Linked DNA regions of Mus musculus: region 1 is linked to region 2. The links are chromatin contacts, called in public HiChIP or PLAC-seq maps. All regions are on one chromosome and are shown on one strand. Each heading gives the region's core, a stretch centred on a gene start, on an enhancer-like site or on the middle of the called end of the contact. The rest is flanking DNA. Distances are from core to core; before and after follow the strand shown.

The links. HiChIP or PLAC-seq counts read pairs in DNA pulled down with a chosen protein or histone mark.
Region 1: a contact with region 2 is called in an H3K27ac HiChIP or PLAC-seq map of the NIH/3T3 cell line, with 4 times the contacts expected there. The contact joins two enhancer-like sites. A contact is called at or near these places in 9 of 39 promoter capture datasets (the 3T3-L1 cell line, 3T3-L1-derived adipocytes, the HPC-7 cell line and 6 more), 1 of 15 datasets of contacts at CTCF or cohesin (the NIH/3T3 cell line), 3 of 484 Hi-C or Micro-C datasets (embryonic fibroblasts, reprogramming fibroblasts and uterus) and 1 of 115 datasets of contacts at active chromatin or transcription factors (the NIH/3T3 cell line).

Annotation. Positions count from the first base shown.
Region 1 is chr2:131,804,029-131,808,970 of GRCm38.p6, reverse strand. No RefSeq gene overlaps it. Among named protein-coding and RNA genes, the nearest start is that of 5330413P13Rik, 41 kb to the left of the region's middle. Within about 2 kb of position 1,915, at least 34 of the 459 cell types and tissues checked have an H3K27ac peak or open chromatin away from gene starts, as enhancers often do. A contact at or near this core is called in the NIH/3T3 cell line, where this site is marked.
Region 2 is chr2:131,710,647-131,715,463 of GRCm38.p6, reverse strand. No RefSeq gene overlaps it. Among named protein-coding and RNA genes, the nearest start is that of Gm30986, 27 kb to the left of the region's middle. Within about 2 kb of position 3,338, at least 15 of the 459 cell types and tissues checked have an H3K27ac peak or open chromatin away from gene starts, as enhancers often do. A contact at or near this core is called in the NIH/3T3 cell line, where this site is marked.

The DNA.
Region 1 (4,942 bases), core at 666-3,165, 95 kb before region 2:
CTCAGTATGTTAATTACCATCTAGTGCAAACAGAGGCTTCTCAGATGAGGGTGGGGCGTGCATTGCTGTGAAGGGGATGTGAGAAGGGGCCCAGGAAATCAGGATGGATTGGGTACTTCTTCCCAAGTTTCCCTTTAAGCCGTCAGTTCTGTTGCTTGCGAGGAAGCATGAGAGGCCCTTTCGTTTCCTGTCGGGGGTCTGGAGTCCATGTCACCTATCCTCCTAGTAAGCAAATGAACGGTGGAGAACAACCATGCTTGTCACCCGTTACTTGTGCTTTTTAGGGGTTGATTTGAAAAGCATAAGTCAATTTTTTCAGAGAGATATGTGTGGCGAGGTTTGCCACAGCAGGTTTTATTTATTTTTTTATTGCTATGCTGAAACCCAGAGCATGCTGGGTAAATGCTATACCACTAAAGCCATATCCCCAGCCCCCACAAGCCCACAGAAGAGTTAATGTCCAGCAGGGAGAGGATATATTTTACTGCAACCTTATTTGACATACACGCAGTCAGAAATGATTTTAAATACAATTTAACAATATAGGAAAATACAATACAACATTAAGAAGAAAAAAAGTTCAAACTGCATGTGCTTTGCTCCAGATTTTTGCAAATAGGTTGCACTTGTAACTAATGAATATGTTATAATCTCAGAAAACACTTATTTTTTTTCCACTTATTTATGATGCTTCCTGTATACACAGAATAAACCCCGAGAGTCTCAGATTTGCATCTGTAAATGAATATATGTTTAAAATATGTTTGTAAATGAAAATAAGAGTGTGGACGGACTCAAATCCAATTGGATTTAAGTGGAAGATGGACAGAAAAGGCAAGAGAGGGGCAGCATAGAAGACTGTCTGCAAATGTTCCAGAACTGCAGCTTGGTTACGATTGCGTCCCTCCCACTGAGAGTGGGGCAGAGGCCTGGGGCACTCTCTGCTCAGCTCTGGCTCTGCGCTTTCTCAGAGGGGCTGAGGGGCAGCGGGAAGAATGGAACCTCTGTGCCCGAGAGTCGTCCTAGTATTGTTTGGACCTTGGCTTCACGCTGCAATCTGGGGATGATGATGATGACGATGACGATGATTTATTTTATGTGTGTGATTGCTCTGCTGCCTGTACACCTGCATGCCAGAAGAGGGCATCAGATCCCTTGTGAGTCACAATGTGGTTGCTGGAAATTGAACTCAGGACCTCTGGAAGGGCAGCCAGTGCTCTTAACTGTTGAGCCACCTCTCCAGCCCGGCAATCGGGTGAATCCTATGCAGACTGCTCGGTAATCTCATATCTAAAGAATAAAGTACTCGGAATGACAGAGGAAAGTGAGCCCATCCAATCCCACTTACCAAAGTGCTTTACAAAAGCCAAATCGGGCGAAGGAGAGATAGCCTTGCGTCTCTTTGAAGGGGCCATGTAGCCAAATCCAGCAGCCAGGTAACGACACGGCTGAAAAATAAATTCCGAATGTCAATGGCAGCTGCCATGTCAGCTGGAAAGCAGTGTGTCAACACCTGCACTGTTTTTCCATCCGAGTTTATTGACCCTCAGCTCTGCCGTGGGCCCTAGGTCAAGCTCCTGCAACTGCTGAGAGCCAGACCCCAGCTTTCTATTCCAGCCCTCCAGGGCACTGGGATACCGGGCTTTGGTTTGTTTGTGTCCAGGAGAAATTGAAGCCAGCATGCCCGTGAGAGAAAAGCAGTTAAGACAAGCCGGGCTTGCTGGGCCTGACCAGAGTGGGAGATGCTCAGAGCAGCAAAGAAGGATGGACGGCTTTAAACACACAGATGCGGATGTACACACGTGTCAGAAATTCCAGTTCTTTATCACCACTCCAGGTCCAAGGTCAGTTACTCCCTCAGGCACTTGCAGATATTTCTCCTCTCCGCATTGACTTAATCCATTCTCTGTGGCTGTAACAGAATACCACAGCCTTGCATGAGTCAGCATCTGGTAAGGGATTCGTTTCTGTATCATAACATAGCTGAGAGTGTCATGTGGCAACTCAGGTCACCTGTACTGACTCCGACCTCCTTTTTACCAAACCACTGACCCTACCCCAGAGGTCATTTCAGGACCTTGTCTAACCCTGATTCCCTCCCAGAGACCTCACCTCTGTGTACCACAGGCACATGCACTTGGTGTTACGTTTACAGCCCATGAGCTTTTGGGGGAATGTATGAACCAAAGCAAGGACCAGGGAGCCATCGTGTTGCAGGAGTGGGACCAGCCGCTGATCTCATGGTCTCCACTCTGTCTTTCATTTCCACCAATCAGAGGCTGCTTTTCTCACATATCCGACTTGAGTCTGTGCTTTGCTAAGCCTGTGAGGTTTACTTAGAACATTGCCTGTCACCTTCAGTGACTCCAGAGCGAACCATCCTTTCAAAGGAACCGCAGTGATCCGTGGGCTTCTCTCCCTGGAGATTGAGCAGGTTGTATGGCTAGCAGGACTCTTGAGATCGGTTACACCTACATTGGGTGTAACCGATTATACTTCATTGCAGAAAGATCTTTGTTCCATGCAATGCCTTGAATTCTGTGCAATCTGAAACGTATCTTGTTATCTTGGCTCTTCTTTATTGGCCTGATAAATCTCAGTTCTCCTTTTTTTAAAAAGCATTTATTTTTTTTTTTTTATTTTTTATTTATTTATTTTTTTTTGCTTGTTTGTTTGTTTGTTTGGTTTTTGGTTTTTCGAGACAGGGTTTCTCTGTATGGTCTTGGCTGTCCTGGAACTCACTTTGTAGACCAGGCTGGCCTCGAACTCAGAAATCCGCCTGTCTCTGCCTCCCAAGTGCTGGGATTAAAGGCGTGCGCCACCACGCCCGGTAAAAGCATTTATTTTTAACCGGCCGATACCATTTTGTTTGGCGTTTGTTTCTTGGAAGCACCATATAATTTAAGTTTCTATTTTAACCTGTAATTTGAGTCCTTCTTTAAAGATGTTTTTCCTCCTGCTTTTGTTGTTGTGTATATGCAGGTTCTCTGCTGACGGCACAGACAAGAGAAGGCCTGAAGTTACTCCGTCTTCTCTCCTCAGAGGTAAGTATGGGTTTCTGGACAGGGCTCTGCAGTGTTCCTGGCTTTGTTAACTCGATGGTTTCCAGCAAACCCCTCTTCTTCCTGAATCACAGACTCAGTTCTCACTGCTCTCCCTGGAGGGCTCACACAAGTCTCCTTTCACCTCCCAGGTTTGCAAAGGTTTGGAAGGGCATCTTGGAGTCCCCCCCACCCCAGGTTCCGGTGGAACTGCTCTGTTCACTCTTTCTCAGGGGTCACCTTTTCCACTGAGTGGGAGAGAGTGTTGGGGCCACAGCAGAGTGGGCACATAGAGGGCAGAGCAGGGAGGCAACCATGAAGGGCTTAGAACATCACTCAAGTGCCCATCGCTTATCAGCAATCCTGTCTTCTGTGGTTGTTAGAATGAAAATGGCTGCCACAGGCTCACAGGGAGTTGCACTGTTAGGAGGTCTGCCCTGCTGGGTGTGCCTTTTCAGTAACCAGAAGCCCTCTGCAGGTGGCCTTGTTACCTCCTCTAGGACTGTCACTCTCTTCCCCAGGAAAGGCTTTCTTCTTCTGGAACTTGACTCTAGTTCTTCTCTGGTTTCCCCATGCCATCCACCTGCCTGTGGACTTGTGTCTGTTTTCTTACTCATTCTTGGGGTGTCCATTTGTCCCCAGGACTTTCAATTTTTTTAATGTGTATAAACTGCTGTTACTAGTTTAAGAATTTCCTTTCTCCTGTTTTATTTATTTTATTTTTTAATAGGATCTCAAAAGCCTACTCTTCCCAAATGCAGAGATTATATACACGTGTCACACACTCTATTCTAATTTATTGCCTTACAATTAAAAAAAGATTTAGTTATTTTATGCATAAGAAGTTTCTGCTGGCATCCGTGTATATACATTACATGTGTGAGGTTCCATGTTTCTCTCTCACTGCTGGGGTGTGGGAACTTCGCTGGGGCAGATGAAATGGGAGGCACTGGACTACATTTTATCCTATGCTGGTGTTGGGTGAGCAGCTGAAGGGTCCCAGCCCAGGTTGTGTGTGTGTGTGTGTGTGTAGTTCCATCTTAGCTCAGGGGATGAGCGTCTGGGAGCACAGAGGGCCTTCTTCAGGAGGCAGGGCTCTGTATGACAAAGGCTTTCCCCCAAGGGAGATGACTGTCTCTTGATGAGAGAGGACAGGAACCTGGTTGGGAGTAGATGAAACTCCTACTATGCTCAGGTATGAGGGTACCAGAGTTTCTGAACCCACTCGACCTCACCAAGTGTCCTGGCATGGTCCACTGCCCCACAATGTGTGCCTGAGGAAGTCAGAGAAGGCCATAGGATCCCTAGGAACTGGAGTTACAGATAGATAGTAGCTCTCTTGAGGGAGCTGGGAACCGAACGTGGGTCTTATGCAAGAGCAGAAAGTGGTCTTAACAGCTGAGCCATCTCCTCTGCCCCCCACCAACCCATTATCTTTTCTAACTCTTCTCAAGTTCCCTTTATTCAATCGTCTCATTATAGTTACGGGAAATGATTATAGTTGCATGTTGACAGAGTATGCGAACTACTCACCATTTAACTGAACAATGAGATCTAATAGTGTCTCGTCTCTTGTGCAATTTTACATTTCCTGGTGGCCTGGGGCTATAAGCAAGCAGTGAAGTGTGTATGCATAGGCTCTGAGTTCAATTTTCAGCGCTATAACATCAGGATTTGTTTGTTTGTTTCTTTTCTTTTCTAGAACCGCACCATTTTAAAGCTTGTTTAATTTTCTCTGTGACTGCTAACTATTTCTTGCCTCTATTTCTTACTCTTTAAAATTAAATATCTATTAACTATCAGGGAGGGGTGGAGCCATATCTTGAAGGTCATCTGGAGAATGGTTCAAAGAAAAGAGAGTGACTCAATGTGTTTCATACGAGCCAAGTGAGCCAAGGCTG
Region 2 (4,817 bases), core at 2,089-4,588:
GGGCAATTGAGAGCAAGAACAATAGCCCATATTGTTTTAGAGGCTTCTGGAGCCTCCCTGGTCAAGAACTTATTGGGTGGTGTGCTATAACTGGTTTGAGATTTCTCTTAAATAGTTCATGGCTTCTAAGAGAAGCATTATCCATTCATAAAGGTACCTCAATTTAAATTCATCTTTTAGATAGTATTTTTAATGGGCTTATAAACTAAAAGGCTTTCATTTGACTTTCCCACATGTCCTTACTGTGGGTATTCACCAATTCTTCCCTGAGTTTCCACCTGCTTCCTTGTTTAGACCTTTCTACCTCCCCCGTATTCTGACCTCCATTTCCATCTCCAGTGTATTCTGCCATAGCCCTCCTCCCTCTAATGACTCCTTTATATCTATCTGGTTGTAATCACACTCATTGTTAAGCACAATAGTACAAATTTTATAACTAGGATCTGAATATAAGTAAGAACAAATGTGTGCTTTTATCAACATGACACAAACAGGTGCCCGGGAAGGAGGAGCCTCCACTGAGGAGCTGCCTCTCCATCAGATTGGCCTGTGGGCATTTTTAGAGGCTTTTTCTTGATTAATGATTAGCACAGGAAGGCCCAGCCCACTGACCATGGTGGTATCACTTACGTTTTGGAAGTAAGATGGATAAATTGAGGCCAAATGTTGGAAAGATTTTGATTTTTCAACATGTTATCAAGTTGTTTTTGGAATCAAGCCCAAAATTTATACCAAAATTGACAATGAAAATTGAACAGAAATGAGTGAATGGGGTGAAAATTTTCGCTGGATTTAATGGTCCATTTAAATGAGGTGAGCATTTGATTTTAAGATGAAAAGCAACTTATTCATGCAATCAAAACAGCATGCCAAATGAAACTGAAATTAGAGCAAGTGCATGTTTAGACAAACAATTCTGTGCATTTTGACACACTGGATAAGTACAGTCCACAAAAGAGGGCCGGGAGGTGGATACCGTAGCGTTGTTTTTCCATTTGATAGCAGAATTTACAAACAGATTTCAAGATTCCCAGGAGATCAACATTTGGTATATTGTATCTCTGACATTAGTTAGAGATAAATTTGATATCATCAATTTTCATTTTTCTCATGTCTCTTTGCTAGACAGGCCATATTTTCTCAGAGACAAACAGCCCTCACTTTGCAGTCATGTTATCCTTGCTTGCCAGTGCCTACATTTGTGAGCAACTATTTTTAAAGAATGAAGCACAATGAAATTAAACCCAAAATATCTGATGAGCACGCTAGAACTCATTGAGAACTGTGACTATCCGTCAAGCCAGGTATTGATCCTCAGTGTCAGAAATACAATGTTAAATGTCCCACTAAGCTTATTGCCTCCTTCACTTTTACAATTAAAATGTAAAAATCCCCTAAAAGTCTTATTGCTTGCACCATTTACTCAAAAGTAAAACAACTGTAAAATAAAAGAACATAAAGAAAAAAAGGAAATAAAGGGAGACTTACTTTATAATCTTAGAAATGGAGAAAATGTCTGAAAAGAGTAATGGTAAAATAAAATTTGACACATGAGACTGGGTTAATAATACAAACCTACAACATGGCCAAAATATCATATAAAAAAGTGAAAAGACAATTGAAAAATATCTACAAATTACAACTCAGAAAAATGCTTAGTCTTCCCATCATGGAAAGTGCTACTGGAAACAAGAAAGACAATTTCAACAAACCAATAAAAAATTATCAAAAGAGGGTTTGGAGAGATGGCTCATCAATTAAAAACATTTGCAGCATTTCCAGAGGGCCTGGGTTAGGTTTCCAGCACCCCCATTGGGTAGCTCACAACCATCTGTGTAACTCAGGTTCCAGGAAATCTCATGCCCACTTCTGGCCTTTGTGCACATATGAAAACATAGACACAAACATAAAAATAAGTCTTTTTAAAAGTGATCAGAAGAAACGAAGAAAATTTGTCATGAAGTAAATGGTTCTTAAAATATAGAAAGATGCTCAGTTTTACTTCTAACGGAAGAATTCACATTAACGCTAAGTTGAAATAACTTTGATGTTGCCCTCTCTGCTTTCCATCCTTCCTTCAAGCCGCATGTTATACTCAGATTAAGTACTGTTCTGATTTCACATCATTAAGCTTATACAAACATTGCATTACTTACAGTTGCATACTGCAGCATGTTATTGTGACATTTCTTATTTTACTTTTTGGTTTTCTCCAAAGTTAATAATTGCCTTTCTTTTTATTAGTTCAGAATTTTTATTAACTTTTAATCTTTCTTATAACTTTCCTCATAGCTCCCAATAGCCTCTTAAGTGTATTTGTCCACAAAGTTAATAACATTAAATAACTGATCATTTCTACTTTTATTAGAGACATGCTGTCTGGGAATACCCAGTCTCCTTTTTTTTTTAACCCCCTGAATTAGGAGTAACTGTATCCCAAGACTTCTCTACCCTATCATCTCCAAACTCCACTCCTCTGAAGGAGTGTGTGTTACTAGGACCTCATGCTTTGTTGGAGACTAGGGATTTGATCAAGAGGATGAGCATAAAGACCCACTTCAGGAGCTTGTGAACTTGCCTGGACACTGTTCACATGAGATTACATCTCTAATCCACAGCAGCAAGCAACACCTTTGCATGAGGGAGAGTACGTGGTGAGTGCAATATCTGAAAAAGGTGGTGTAAAAATGCAAACATATTTGGAAAAGTATATTGTGTTCATAGATGGTTTTTATCTTGGGCTTTGCCACTTTCAGAGTCAACTCTGTCACCTTTAGTGTGTTTAGTACCGGATCATCACAGCTGGATTATCTAGGCCATGGCAGATCTGTCAAGAGTCTCAGGCTAAAGAGGCTCTAGAGGGAACCAGGGATGATATAACTAAGGCAGGTTTTTGGACTGCTACTAAAGTCTGTCATTGGGTCCTCCTGTAGGCAGGTGGAGAGCCTTGTTATCTTTAAGATCTGACTGAAGGCACAAATATCTTCTTCCATTGACACAAACTTCCAGACTTCTTCTCTAAACAAATTCCTTGATAATTGTTTTGGCATTTAATTAAAACTTCCAATATTATCCTCAGATTAAAAAGAGCATCAATCACCATTCCAAGAACGTTGATTCCACTTTTGAATCTAGCTTGGACAAACCAAGGCTCAAGAAGGAAGCATCAATGTGATAGAAAGAAGGGAAGTGTCAGAGACAATCTCCTAGGAAGAAATGAAGGACAGATGTAAGAAAGCATGGGATTCCATAGACTACTCAGGGGTTGTTCAACAGGCCAGGGCTAGAACCTTCTGCAATAAACACTCACTCATGTTGAAATGAAATGTAGGCTGGCTCTTCCCTCTGGAATGACCATGAAATGTGGGGTGAGTTGACCTTGTTAGCAGGCATTTGGATGGAATGTGACCCATGGCATTTTTCTACAAGCATTCACTGCTGGAGCAGAAGGTTAAAGGGCATATTTTCTTCTCTCAAAGAATTCACAATTTAGGAGATACAGATAAGTTAGCAACATAAAATCAGATGAAACCAGGACTGCATAAAAGAACCAGAGAAATGCCTTCTGCCTAGGAGACAAAAAGATTCCCAATAGACTTGGAATCTGTTACTGGGCAGCTCTAAAGTGTGCCCCAAAACTCATGTGCTAAAGCAGTGGTTCTCAACCCTCCTAACGTTGCAACACTCATGTGGTGACCCCTAATCATAAAATTATTTTCATACTACATCATAACTGTAATTTTCTACTGTTATGAATCATAACATAAATATTTGTGCTTTCCAATGGTCTTATGTGACTCCTGTGTAAGGGTCATTCAATCCCCAAAGGGGTCATGACCTACAGGTTGAGGACCACTGTACTAAAGGCTGTAACATGTCACCAGGACAACTACCTTAAGGAGGTAGAGATCAATGAAAGGAAGGTAGATACTGGGGCTCTACTTGTTCTCTTTCTTGCTCCACCCCATGCCTACCCCCTCTCACCTCACCCTGTGCCTGCCTGCTCCTTTCCTCTAGGTTCTGTTTTGCTGGGGAGGTCTTACTTCTTTCTGTACTTTGCATCTCTGTATAGTTCTCAAAATTGAGCAACTTAGCTAAATAAAAAACTCCAACCTCTATGAATTTCTATCTCTTGGTGGTAGAAATCAGTCATAATAAAAAATTGGCACTTAATCTTTTGTGAAAAGTTTGATATTTAGGCATAAATACCAGTGTGGCTTTTTCTTCAAGAGTTAGAAGTATTGGCCAAGAAATCTTCAGTTGGGGATATTTTCCTTTAATGTGCCTGTGGTTGTTTTGGCATTATTAGGAGGTATGGCCTTGTTGGAGTAGGTATAGCCTTGTAGAGGAAGTGTGTCACTGTGTAGGCAGGCTTTGAGATCTTCTACAGCTCAAGTTCTGCTCAGTGTGGAAGAGAGTGTCCTCCTGGCTGCCTTGGAATCAAGATGTAGAACTTTCAGCTCCTTCTTCAGCACCATGCTTCCTGCTATGATGATAATGGACTGAACCTGTGAAACTGTAAGCCAGCCCCAGCTAAATGTTTGCCTTTATAGGAGTTGCCTTGGTCATGGTGTCTCTTCACAGCAATAAAACCCAAACTATGATAGAAGTTGGTACCAGGGACTGGGGTATTGTTGTGAGGAATGTGGATTTTTGGGACTTTGGATTTGGAAAGCAATGGAATGCTTTAAATGTGGCTCAATGGGCCAGCCTAGAAGGAATATGGAAGAAATTAGTGCTAAGGGTGATTTGAACTCTGAAGGCCTGGCCCAGAGGTTTCAGAGGAGAAGAATTTTAGTATGTTGCCTAGAGATCAT